2 separate regions of the Nomascus leucogenys genome follow, and region 2 is linked to region 1. The links are chromatin contacts, called in public Hi-C maps. All regions are on one chromosome and are shown on one strand. Each heading gives the region's core, a stretch centred on a gene start, on an enhancer-like site or on the middle of the called end of the contact. The rest is flanking DNA. Distances are from core to core; before and after follow the strand shown. Region 1 has its middle 34 kb from the start of ZNF169. Region 2 holds the start of PTPDC1 (protein tyrosine phosphatase domain-containing protein 1).

Region 1 (7,151 bases), core at 2,652-5,151:
GGATCACCTGAGGTCAGAAGTTCCAGACCAGCCTGGCCAACATAGTGAAACCCCGTCTCTACTAAAAATACAAAAAATTAGCCGGGCATGGTGACAGGCACCTATAGTCCCAGCTACTCGGGAGGCTGAGGCAGGAGAACGGCGTGAACCTGGGGGAGGTGGAGCTTGCAGTGAGCCAAGATCGCGCCACTGCACTCCAGCCTGGGCGACAGAGAGCGAGACTCCGTCTCAAAAACAAAAAAAAGAAAGAAAAACAAAAAACCTTTGTCTAACTTAAGGTCATAAAGATTTTCTCATGTGTTTTATAAGTTTTGGGTTGTTTCTTAAACTTTTTATTTTAACATAACTGTAGATTAACATACAGCTGTGAAATAATACAGATAGATCACATATACTCTTTATCCATTTTTTCTAGTAGTAACATCTTGCATAACTGTAAGTACAGTATCACAACTAGGAAATTGACATTGATACAATCCTCCACTATTATTTAGATCTCAAGAGCTTTACATGCCCTCATTTGTGTGTGTGTGTAGTTCTGTGTGATTTTGTCATGTGTGGATTTATGTGACCAGCACCACAGTCAAGATATAAAACAGTTTTATCACAAGGATCATTTATGCTAACCTTTTCTAGCCACAACTACCTTCCTTCCTTCCCTATCCCTAATCCCTGGTTACAATTAATCTGATATACATCTCCATAATTTTAGTATTTCAACAATTTTATATAAATGGAATCATGTAGTATATAACATTTTCAGGTTGGCTTTTTTCTCTTGGCATAATTATCCCCATTTTCCACTAAGCCTCCCCTTTTGTTTAAGCTGGGTAGAGTCTGATATACCTCATTGCAACCCCAAGTGTTCTGACTGATACGGCAACGGGAAAAGCCTCAGGGAAACGTTATGCAGGAAATGGCTCTGCCTTCTATAAGAAATGCCTTAGTTTCTTTACTTGCATAATGGAGATAAAATTATGTGCCCTGTCTGCTTCACAAGTCTCTTGGGAGATTCTTCTGGAATAATGAATGTGAATGAGCTCTGTAAAATGTACATTGGCATGTACCTGTTATTGCTAATGATAAAAGTTTTGTTTATTTGTACTGCCTCATTGTCTATGGAACCCAGGTCTTCTCCCCTTTGGTACTTGCACTTTCTGGTTTGGGCCCATCTTTTCTCACCTGGAGCTTTCTATGTGCTAGATATCCTGACTCGGCACTTTAGGCATCTGTGCTATGCCTATCACAAATATGGTCTATGAATTACTGACTCCAGCTCCTACTAGCTTTGTAGTATTGGAGAAATAATATAACATCCCTGAGTCTCAGTTTCTTTATTTGTAAACTGGAAATAAAAATAGTATATAACTCCATAAGGGTTGTTGTGAGAAATGCCATGCTTATGGTGTGTGCCTGGCAAACCGGAAGTTACTTGCCCAAGGCCACATGGTCAGTATACATCAGAGCTTGGCTAGAGTCCAAGTCTGTGATGCCAAAGATATCATTCAGCATCACTGAATTCTGTGGTATCTCAATAGCTTACTTGAGTTTTCTGCCTCACCTTGGTTACATACTTCACAAGATGCCAAGAGAACTGAGTTACTTAAATAATTTAAAACAAAATAAAACAAAACACCATGCTTTTAAGGTCTCTCCCTTGTCCAAAGACCTTTGTTTCGTTATCAATGCCAGGGACTCTCTCTACTACTCCAGATTATTTACACTAACATTCAAGCCTCCTAACAGTGCTGGACAAAACTTATGTGTCAAATATGCCTCATTGTTATGTTTAGCCCATGAGTGCCCTGGCTGTGCCTGGAATTCTGGGCACATACAAAGATGGAGAGGGCTATTGATAGATTGGGTGGTAGAAGGCATTTCCCAGGGGGAAAATAATGAGGGTGAAGACCAGGGGACAGGTAAGCATGATGGTGTATATGGGAAAAAGGAAACAGTCCATCTAACAGCATGTTGGGTACACGAAAAGGGGGAGTTGGAGATGAGACTGGAACATTAGCTGGACTGTGTAGGCCATGAGTGTGGGTCTAAGATGCCTACTTCCTGTTTAATAGGCAATTAGGAATCCTCAGACATGGTTTCAGAGCTGAGGACATGGCCACCTGTGCCCCTGCAGGACATCGTGCCTCAGTTTTCACTCAGACTGTCTCAGGGTTTCCATAGTTAGTCTGGGGTAGACTCTCAGTACTCCCACCACATGTCCTTCCCCTCATGGTCTCTGGGAGGCCCAGCCTCACTCACTATCAGAAAAGTGCTATCAGCAGTCTCATACCACTGAGATGCTGCAGCCTGAAGACCTGAGAAAGCTTCTGGAATGCAACACGACCACAAGATCTCATTCTCTGCGCTTGTCTACATGGAAATCTCTCTATGCCTCATAGCTGTAAAATGGAGATAACAGCACCTGCTTTAGAGGAGTGCTATGTGGATTAAGTAAGATAATAAGAGTGCATAGCATAGGGCCTGGCACTAATCTGCCCTGGCCTTCCCTCCAGCACATTCCATACACAGACTTGTCCAGTGTGTGGGCATCACCTGAGAAGTAGCCACTCAGTTTATGTCTTTCAGAAAACACAAACAATCCGTGGTCACAGAACAGAGATGACTGGTGATTCAGATTTCCAGTACATTAGGAGGCACCTGCGAAGGTACTTCCCTTGGCCTCCTGGGAGCCATCAGTGAGCTCTCCAGAAGAGCAGTATGATGCAGATAGTCATGTTTCTTCTCATTCATGGGTTGAACTTGGGCAGCATCTCCCTTTCTCTGATCCTCACTTGCTTTGTTGAAATAGGGTTGATGTGAGGGGCCAGTGAGATAATACAGGTAAGGTGCTGCATGGTGGCCAGCACTACTAGCTCCTGATGGGGGCTGATTCTACCACGTGGGTGCCTGTGAGACTCAACTAAGGGGAGGAGCAGTCAGGATGGTCAGAAGCTCCCTTGTTGCTTTCTGGACCCTTGCTGTGACTCATCCCTTTGGGACTGGCTCTGTGGTAAGGGCTCTGTTGAAGTTCTGTGACACCCATGTGCCATGTCGCTTTCCATCTGGGAGCAGAGGCAGGCGCATCAGCTCCTTGGCTCTGTGCTGGTTCTGCTGGAAGGTTTTATAAGAGAACACTGTCCAGTAGAAATGTAGTGTGAGCTGCATGTGTAAGTTTACATTTTCTGGTAGTTACATTAAAAAGAATAAAAAGCAGGTGAAAATAATTGTAATATATTGATTTTATTTAACCCAATAGAGGTTGACTATTCCTAATCTGAAAGTCTAAAATTCAAAACACCAAAATCCAAACTGGGCATTGACATGATGCTCAAAGGATATGCTCATTGGAGCATTTCAGATTTTGGACATTTGGATTAGGATGCTCAACCAGTACGTATAATGTTAATGTGTCAAGTCCCCCATCCCCCCGCCCCGCAAAAAATCAGAAATTTGAAACACTTCTGGTCCCAAGCATAGAAAAGAGATACTCAACCCATATATTCAAAATATTATCATTATAATATATAATCAATATTAAAACATTAATGAGTTTTTTTATATGAAGTCTTCAAAATACCGTGTGTGTCATAAACACATCATGGAAAATAGTCTTAATTAGGACAAGTCACATTTCAAGAACTCAAATAGCCATTACTACGTGGCGGCTGATGGCTTCCTCATTGGAGAGTTTATGGCTTAGACTCCCCTTCCTGGAAACAGAGCCTTGCTGCCATCTTGTGGTTACTTTGTCAAATAACTCCTCAGGCACCCACCCTGGGCTGGCCCCGTCGAGGTCAATGAAGACAGAAGCTACATCCTTCCTGCCCTTCGGTGCCCTCAACCTAGAGTTCAGAGCAAAGAATGCAAAGTCCCAGAAGAGAAGCCTATCTACATGCCCTGAGATTTGAAACTGAAAAGGCTGTAAGATGAGGAAATCTTTCACAGATGTGGAGATGAGAAGGGGAAATCACCTGCTTGGGGTCATGTGATAAATACGTAGCTGCCCTGAGCTGAGGACAGCGTCGGCCCAGCCACCAGAGTATCATACCTAGACTGAGGCAATTGCCTAGAAAGTATTGGGGTTTTTTTGTTTTGTTTCTTTGTTTGTTTTTTACAAAGTAATGAATCCATTCATGTTTCAGAATGCAAAAGCAGTTTCCCATCCCCACTAATCCTAACTACCTAGTTCCCCTTTAGTGGGGCATCACAGGTAATGCTGTGATAAGCCTGTACACTTTATTATTATTATTTTGAGACAAAGTCTTAAGGCTGGAGTGCAGTGGCGTTGAGACAGGAGGCAGCCAAGGCACGCCCCCACCCTCAGACCCCCGACCCCCACCTTTAAGGCTGAAAAACCGGACTGCCGGTCCAGATGAAGCCCACCCTTTGCCCAACTGACTCTTTCTGAATATTGCCCACTTGTGAACTGGGAGGACTGGGTGGGGCCTCGGGAAGTTCACACCGTTTGTAGCAGGAGGGGCCTGGCCTCTGCTGTTCCTATGTGGTAACCTGGGATTCAATCACTCAGGTGGAGAGCCTGTTAGCAGGACTCCACCTCACTTTACTGAGTTGTTTTTCCTTTCTGCCTAATAAATTCCATTCCCCCTCACCCTTCAAAGTGTCTGTGAGCCTAATCATTCCTGGTCGTGTGACAAGAACCTGGTTTGTCCTACAACAGCATGATCACAGCTCACTGCAGCCTCGACCTCCCAAGCTCAAGGGATCCTCCCACCTCAGCCTCCTGGGTAGTTGGGATACGCGCATGAGCCACCACACGCAGCTAATTTTTGGTATTTTATGTAGAGACAGTTTCACCATGTTGCCTAGGCTACTCTCAAACTCCTGGGCTCAAGCAATCTCCCCTTCTTGGCCTCCCAAAATGTTGGGATTACAGGCACGAGCCACCATGCCCAGCCCCACATATTATTTTTACACGTGCAAGTATATCCATAGAATATACGGATATAGTATTCAAGAATAGTTTCTTGAAATGGAGTTGTTGGGCCCAAGGATATGTGCCTCTGTAATTTTGATAGATAAAGAATATCTTTTTTAAAAATCAGCTTTTAAAGATACAATCTACATATAAAAAATTCACTATTTTAAGTGTATAATTTGACAAATGTATATAGTTGTGTAACCGTCACCACGATCATGATGTAGAACATTGCCATCACTCCAGAAATTTCCCTAGTGGTCCTTAGCAGTTAATTTCCCCACTCCCACCTCAGCCTCTGACAACTACTGATCTGGATTCTGCCCTTATAATTATAGTGGCCTTTTCCAGAATATCATAGAAATGCAATAGAATGTAATCTTTTCTGTCTGGATATTTTCACTTTGCATATAGATCATGCAGTTCATCCATATTGTTGCGTGTATGATGTATCAAAGTACAGCAGATCCTAGAATAACATTTTGTCGAATATTGTCTTACTATAATGTTGATGAGAAAAAAAAAAATCAATTCCCTGCTGAGGCCACTGTCTGTGTGATGTTTGCACATTTTCCCCACTTCTGGATTGATTTTCTCTGGGTATTCTGGATTATTCCCACATCCCCAAAGATGTACATGCTAGGTTAATTGTTATGTCTACATGGTCCCAGTGTGAGTGAACTTGGGTGTGTGAGTGTGGCTCGGGATGGGACGGCATCCTGTCTGTAGTTGGCTCCCGCCTTGCACTCTGAGCTGCTGAGATAGGTTCCAGCCACCTGCAACCCTGAAGTGGAATAAGCAGGTTGGAAAGTGGATGAATGAGTCAATACAAATTATTGTTAAAAGAATTTCTGTAAAGTATATGATAATCCTACAATGCATGACATTAAAGAAAACAGTCTGAAAGCTCTCAGCAAGCCCTCTGTATTTGTGATTGTTTTTGAACTGCATGGTCGTAGCAGATGCTCCTGATAATTTTTGCTTTGCAAACATTTATTCTTTGATTCAATCCACCACCACTATGACCACTGTCACTTACTGATTCACCAAAAATTGTGTAAATAATGATCTTACTTGTTTTTATTAATCTTTCTCAAATGTATGTATAGCTCACTTCTATTTCAATGTTTAATATTAGAAGTATTTGAGGTCTTTATTTAGATATTTGATGATGTTTTAATGACAGAAATATGCCATAGGAACTTAACTCTTATATACATCAATTAGCCTATGGTAAAATTGGTTTCATTATATGTCATTTCACTTAAAGTTGTTATTTCCAAGAACCTATTGATGTTAAGTGAGGACTTTCTGCAATACCTTTTTTAAATTGTTAAGTGATATCATATTCTATAGATATATCAGTTTATCTGTTTACCAGTTGATGGACATTTTGTTTCCAGTTTGGGACTTCTATGAATAAAGCTCCTATGAACATTCAAGTCTTTTTTTTTTTTTTTTTTTCTCCGAGACGGAGTTTTGCTCTTGTTACCCAGCCTGGAGTGCAATGGTGTGATCTTGGCTTACTGCAACCTCCGCCTCCTGGGTTCAGGTGATTCTGCTGCCTCAGCCTCCCTGGTAGCTGGGATTACAGGCATGCACCACCACGCCTAGCTAATTTTCGCATTTTTAGTACAGACGGGGTTTCACCATGTTGGTCAGGCTGGTCTTGAACTCCTGACCTCAGGTGATCTGCCCACCTCAGCCTCCCAAAGTACTGGGATTAAAGGCGTGAGCCACCGCACCAGGCTGAACATTTGTCTTTAAAGTTTCCTTTCTCCTGAGTAAATACCTAGAAGTGGAATTTCTGGGTCAAATGAGAAGTGAATGTTTAGCTTTGTAAGAAACTGCCGGAGGTTCCAAGATGGCCAAATAGGAAGAGCTTCAGTCTACAGCTCCCAGTGTGAGCGATGCAGAAGATGGGTGATTTCTGCATTTCCAACTGAGGTACTGGGTTCATCTCACTGGGGCTTTTTGGACAGTGGGTGCAGGACAGTGCGTGCAGCCCACAGAGTATGAGCCGAAGCAGGGCGAGGCATCGCCTCACCCAGGAAGCACAAGGGGTCGGGGAATTCCCTTTCCTAGCCAAGGGAAGCTGTGACAGACAGCACCCGGAAAAACTGGGACACTCCCACCCTAATACTGTGCTTTTTTAAGGGTCTTAGAAAACGGCACACCAGGAGATTATATCCCACGCCTGGCTTGGAGGGTCCCA
Region 2 (6,747 bases), core at 4,166-6,665, 140 kb before region 1:
GACTATCATGAAAATTAATTAAGTGTGTGGAGAGCTCAGTACAGAACATTCAACACATGGGCTACTGTGGCTATTGGTATGTAACTAAACTCCTTCTCAAATATATTTCTATACATTTACTTCTTCAAACCACCCATGGTATTGAAACCAAAGGTTTGAAACTATTTCATAAAGATTCACTAAGTGACTAATACACACCAGTACCTACACTGGGTGATAAAAAATGGAGACAAATAAGAGAATAGCATAAGAGAAAGGAGAAAGAAAATAACATTTATTGAGAACCCATATTGAGCTAGGCACTGCACTAAGTGCTCAGAATCCTAGGCAAATAAGTCACAGCACTGGAATTTAATGAATTTAATGCTTGATTTTTCATTTCACACATTCATTCCTTAAGAGAAATCAAGCTCATGAAAGTTCCTATGGCTTTCTGGTTACCAGAATCTCTTCTCTGAATTTCACTGGAGCAGAAGAATGTACCTCAAGAGACTTGCTTCACACTTCAGCCACACCTGAGCTCCTTCTTTCTCAGCTTGCCACTCCTCTCTAACTTCAGTTGCCCATTTGTAGTGATGAATGACTCGTTTCTCAACCAATGCCTTGGTGCCCTTGGCCTCAATATTATTGTTTTTGAAAGTGATTGTGTTATGGCAGGATCATCCTGCCCTCTTAATTAAGGGCATTTGTGGTTTGGTCTTTGTCCCATGTCCTCCTGGTCAATTACGCTTATTTATTCCCTGTTGTCAATTTGTCACTAATAAGTCCTCTCATATAATGTTATTACAGCACAAGTGATACACTTCTATATAATCTCAGGAAAAAGTAGACATTACTGGAACAAAAAGTGCTTAGAGAACCACATGATGAAGAAAACATTTCACAGTGTTGGTTTGTTCTCTATTTCCCACAAATCTACAGTAACAAGTTACAGATTTTAAAAATAACTCTAGAGTTACCCCTCTCAATTGAATAACTCAATTTTTAAAAAAACTCATCACAGGACAATAGCAATCAATCTATTTGCAACACAATAATTCTAAAACAATTAAAATGTAAATGTTAAAAGAAACCATAAACATTCTAGAACAAAAATAAGTGAAAGGTTTTATGCCCTTAGGTGGGAAAGACATTTCTAAGCATGTCATCAAAGGCAGAATGCATTAGGAAAATCAATAGAATTGATTTCAAAAAACATTAAAAACTTTTTTATGGCCAAAAATCCCCCATAAACAAAATTATCCCCTAGAAACAAAATAACAAAAATATTAACAAACATAAATAAACTAGGAAACATATTTGCAATCCACAAACAAAGAGCACTTAACATACAAAGTGCTTTCACAATTGCAAAATGGGCTAAAGTCATGAAAAGGCAATTCAAAAAACACAATGTCCAGTAAACATATAAAAATATGTTTGAGTTCACTAATTTAACAACTTCAAATTAAAACAATAAGAAATATTTTTTTCACTCATTAGATTGGCAAATATTAAACTTATGGGTAATGCCAATGTTGGCAAGTTATGCATATGAACCAGCATTCTCATACATTCTTAGAAATATAAATGGGCTTAGTTTTCTGGATAGCTATTTTACAATATGCAAAGAAAAAAAGATTTAAAAAGTATACCATCTGACTCAGCAATTCACTCTGGATATCATCCTAAGAAAATAATCAGAGAAGTCACAAAGGTATATGCATGAGGACATTTACTGTAACACTGTTTATAATGAAAAATTTAAAACATCCTAGTATCCATAGAGGATAGTTAAATAATGTTACAGTCCTATAGTGGAATATTATGTTACCATTAAAAATTATAATGATTCTCTCTCCTTTGTTGGCTTTGAAAAAGTAAGCTGCCATTTCTGAGGTCTATGGAGAGGACCACAAGGCAAAGAATTGAGGTTGGCCTTTAGAAGCTGACAGCAGCCCATTGCTGATAGTCAGCAAGAAAATGGTGACCTGTCTATAGCTGCAAGGAGATGAATTCTGCCAATAACCTGAGGGCACATGGAAGTGGATCTTTTCCCAGTTGAGCTTCTGATAAGATTGTAGCCCTGGCCAGTACCTGAATTGCAATCTGTTGACAGAAACTGTGGCAGGACTGATGATGCACAGAAACAGATAATAAACATGTGGTGTTTTAAGCCATTAAGTCTGTGGTACTTAGCAAAGCTGTCTAAGATATGTTACGTAAAAAATAAGTTATGAAACAGTACATATGATATGATCTTATTTTAAAGTACACTTATATTTAAATAAATGTTCATAGAAAAATGTCTTGGACAATGTAAACCACTACGTGTATTCCTCATACTTTTCTGCCTTTCTTGAAACTTATATTCAATGAACATGTATATTATAAAGATAGATGTATTTTCATTTTTAAAGAAAAAATGATATTCAAAACCTTGGGAAGAGAGTTTATCTGTGATGTGTAATTTTTGTGTCATAATGATGCTACAGTTTTAAGCCCTTAGAAATTTAGAAAACTAAAGAATTTACATATAACTAAATAATTTATGTATAAATAATACAGTGATTTTTTTTTCCACGGGGGAATCCTGTTGTTATTGAGTTGGAACTCCAAGAAGGTTGTTAGGTAAACATGGAATGAAAGTAAAACCCACATATTACTCAAATTTGTGGAATAACCATCCAAGTTACAGTAGAGAAATGAGGTTTACATAGTCCAGATTTCCCATGCAATGCTTATTTAAAATACTAAAGTCATTTAATTTTTGGTTACAAAATATAATCCTAATAGCTATAGAATACACCTTTCGAATGGCTGGAATACAGTATTTATATCCAGTCGTAAGATGTGAAAATCAACTAGAGACTCTGTGCTATTGAGTTTGCTGAAGAAAACATCACACACGACCTCTATCCTTGATTCTGCTCTCTATCCAATTTTATAATCTTTTCATGGATCCAAATGAAATCTCATCCCCTCCCTAGGGAGGCATGTTTAAACACTCTCAACTCCCTATCCCACTACTTTTCCTCTCACCCTTGGCAGATAATCTGGTTGGCCTAACTAGGGTTATCCATCTATCCACTAGTCGGGGAAACACAGTGCATCTTAATAATGCCACCAAGACTACACACAAGGTGGAGAAATAATTTCCCCAAAGCAAGGGAAGGAGTGGATGCTATGACCAAAGGATGCAAACTCCCTAGCATGGCACACATGATCCATCATGACAGGACACTAACTCCTCAATATGTTCTTCTACCCCCTTTCTTCATAGCCAGTGTCACATATGCTGGCTTCTCTCGCATCAACATGCTTTTAGACTACCTGATCCCTCTGCTTGGACTGCCATTCCACTTACTTAGTTTGATCCGCTCAAGCTTGATTTTCAAGACTCAGGTCTATCGTTTCTTTAGAAAGTCTTCTCTAACGAAAATCCCTCTTTTTCCCTCTCTCCAGCCAGGTTGGATACTCTTCTCATGTGCTCCCATACCGCCCAAATACTGTTATCATGATGTGTTCTAATTGTTTGTATACTTGTCTGTCTCCCCATAGACTGTGGGCAGGCGTAATGTCTAATTCACCTTCGAATTGTTAATGCTCAGTGCAGCACAAGTATACACAAGACATTGTTTATTAAATGTATGAAACCAATCCATTACTTTTTTTTTTTTTTTTTGAGATGGAGTCTTGCTCTGTGGCCCAGGCTGGAGTGCAGTGGTGCGATCTCTGCTCACTGCAACCTCCGCCCCCTGGGTTCAAGCAATTCTCCTGCCTCAGCCTCCCTAGTAGCTGGGATTACAGGGGTGCACTACCACCCCTGGCTAATTTTTGTATTTTTAGTAGAGAAGAGGTTTCTCCATGTCGGCCAGGCTGGTCTCAAATTCCTGACCTCATGTGATCCACCCACCTCGGCCTCCCAAAGTGCTGGGATTACAGGCTTGAGCCACCGTGCCCGGTCTCCATTACTTATTAACAAGCCCAAGTATGGGCACTGTTCTCTGTAGGACAGTGCTGAGAAATACCAAGTCAACATTTTCAAATCTCTTTTCATCTGTTGCTTACTAAAACCATTTTTTTACATCATTACCATACTAGTGTTTAGATGTGTCACACTATTTTTGCATTGGTGTATTATATGGGGCCTGCTTCCTGAGCCACAGGGCAGTATGGTATCTTCATCTTGTTTGTCGATTCTTGCCAGCTTTAGGCAGAGTGTCCTTTGTGGACTCTGCACAGAAAATTACATTCTTAGGTCCATGTGCTTGCAAGTCTGCAGCCAACTGGTATCAGACCATCTGGTCAATCTAACAGCCTCTCTGCATTCACAGTTTGTCACCATTTCTATCTTCTAGAGTCATCTGCAACATGGGGCTAGTAATGCCTACCTAGAGAAATTAAATGTGAAAATATATGTAAAGCATCCAGTATAGGGTCTGCCACAGAGTATGTATTTGCCTAGTGAGTTGTTCTGCACATGCAGGGGAAGGACTTATTTCTACTGAGCCGTGAGACACAAGACCACTTGCGAGGGTGAAAAAACAAGATGCAGCAGAGATTGCTAGTTGCTTAATTAAATTCATTCTTCCCTTCATTTTGGAAAGAAGATTTTTAAGGGCATCAATGTGCCAAGTTAAGATTATAGTTTCCAGCTCTGCGAGGTCATGATGCTAAATTCGAGTCTGTAAGATGTAGTTAGAAGGTTTTGTGTGGGACTTCCAGAAAGGCCCTTTCTAAAATAAGGATGTGATGGCTGGAGCTCCAACTACTATTTTGGCCCATAACGCAAATTTGTGGACACAAGCCAGGCTAGGCTGTACGGATGACAGAGCCGAACGAGCTTAGGTACCTTCCTCCCACTTTCTTTTATGGGAGAGGGGAAAAGCCCCTCGTGAGTTTAGGATACTGGAATCTGGGGGTTCCTGTTACACGCAGGCAAACCCCGTCAGCCACTCTGTAAACTGCTGGGTCTTGCTCTCACCCAGATTCTGCTCCTCGGATTTCTCTGAACCACCTGGGGCCGCGAATCCGTTAAGAGTTGGGACGATAGGACCAGTAGAAGCAGGAGGAACAACACAGGAAGCGCGCCCGGAGAGAGGCGGCCAGTCGCCGGGTTCCGTCCGCTCTGCTCCAGGGCTCTCGTGGCTCTTCATTCACTCATCTCGACCCTGTGGCCGGGGAGCGCTTGGAGCTAGGTCCGCCGCGGTCCTTCTTGGCTCATGCCGTCCCCTTACTTAGGGTCCCCTTTCCGCACCCGCGCCATCCCCTCAGCGTCCCTCACGGTTCCCTCACCGCCCCCGCCCGTTGGAAAATGCCTAGAGCCACCGCTCTCGTCACGGTCCGCTTCAGGCCTCCATTGGCCAGCACACGTCACGTGAGGCGTGTGGCGGTTGACATTGGCTGGCGAGCGGGCGCGCTGAGGGCAGCGCCGGTGACCCGGCCTCTGCCTCCAGGGCGCGTCAAGAGCAGCAGGCATCGGTGCCGCGCCGTGAGGGTGCGCAGAGGCTGCCCTCGGGCCCGCTACCTACAGACCCTCCGCGGGGCAGCGTCTCCCGGCCGGCCGCGCCCTGGTCCCCCGACCGCAGACGACTTGCGACACGGACGGCGCGTCCTGCTGACCCCAGCCGGCGCCGAGGGCTTGGGATCCCGAGCGGGAAAAGGTTCGGAATTCGCAGCTAGTTTAGCCGCACACTCAGTATGGTTCTTTCAGATTTGTTTTTTTAAACGTCTAGTTATTAAGTGATGCGTGGTTGGAGGCAAATCATTGAGGGTCGTGAGCTTGAAACTAAAGTTTAAAGGTCTTGGATTTGAGGGTCTCACATTCAGATGTCTGCAGGGACCAGGCTGGGAGATGCTGGGAGAACCCCCACGTTCTGGGGTGGCGAGCGCCTCTCAACTGCCGCTCGGAGCGATCTCAGATTTTTCTCTCAACTACCGCTCGGAGCGATCTCAGATTTCTCATGAGAAGTTGAATATCGGGATTTTTATGTGAAATCTCTTGATTTGTAAATGTTGGCAATCAATTTAAAAAAAAAGAAGAAACATTGGAAGCCAGACAAAAGACATTTATAAGCTGGTTCTAGTCTGCCAGTTTGTGACCTCTAATTTAGGTCTAATTCTGCCACTAAATTAGTCACGTGACCTTGACCAAGTCACTTATCTCTCAGACATGCATTCTCAACATGGGTGATATTGCTCGTGTTCTTAGGGGGCAAAAAGATCCTAGATATTACCGTTCTTTGTGGCCTTCCAAAGAGCCTGAAAACAAGCAGATATACATTATACCTATGTCATTGAAATTTTATGGGGTTGGCAGATTCGGAAATAAAATGTCTAAAACGTCTCCTGGGAGGAGAGGGGGAAAATCAAGAAAAGGTTGAGAAACACTGCTTTAGGGAGGTGGATAAGCAGATGATCCTGCGATAGTTGTGTATGTGGAAGGATTAAAATATACTAGCATTCATAGACTGAGAGCCAGAAAACTCCAAGAGATCATCTTATAGAAGTTCCATAACAGGCACTGTTAGCACACACACGTACAGGTACATACATATATACACACATACATATGTCCACACAATTTTATTTGATCTCCACAACAAAGTGTCATTTCATTTACTGTGTGGGAAAACAAGCTCAGAGGGTTTGAGTGACTTGTCACAGTCAGAGCTATTAATATTAAATGGAAGAACTGGAATTTAAATCCAAGTCTATGTGGCTCCAAAATCACCCACTCATCCTGTTGGTTCCCAGCTTGTCCAG

What was found. A called contact is a pair of places that touch in the nucleus more often than the background predicts.
Region 2: a Hi-C map of a lymphoblastoid cell line shows a contact between it and region 1, with 4 times the contacts expected there. The contact joins the promoter of PTPDC1 here to the enhancer-like site in region 1. A contact is called at or near these places in 2 of 4 Hi-C or Micro-C datasets (a lymphoblastoid cell line and an unstated tissue).

Annotation. Positions count from the first base shown.
Region 1 is chr1a:40,171,786-40,178,936 of Asia_NLE_v1, reverse strand. No RefSeq gene overlaps it. Among named protein-coding and RNA genes, the nearest start is that of ZNF169, 34 kb to the right of the region's middle. Within about 2 kb of position 3,901, the one cell type or tissue checked has an H3K27ac peak away from gene starts, as active enhancers do. A contact at or near this core is called in a lymphoblastoid cell line, where this site is marked.
Region 2 is chr1a:40,316,492-40,323,238 of Asia_NLE_v1, reverse strand. It overlaps PTPDC1 (protein tyrosine phosphatase domain-containing protein 1), which reads left to right and starts at 5,415. Exons shown (of 10, transcript XM_012500628.2): 1 at 5,415-5,645.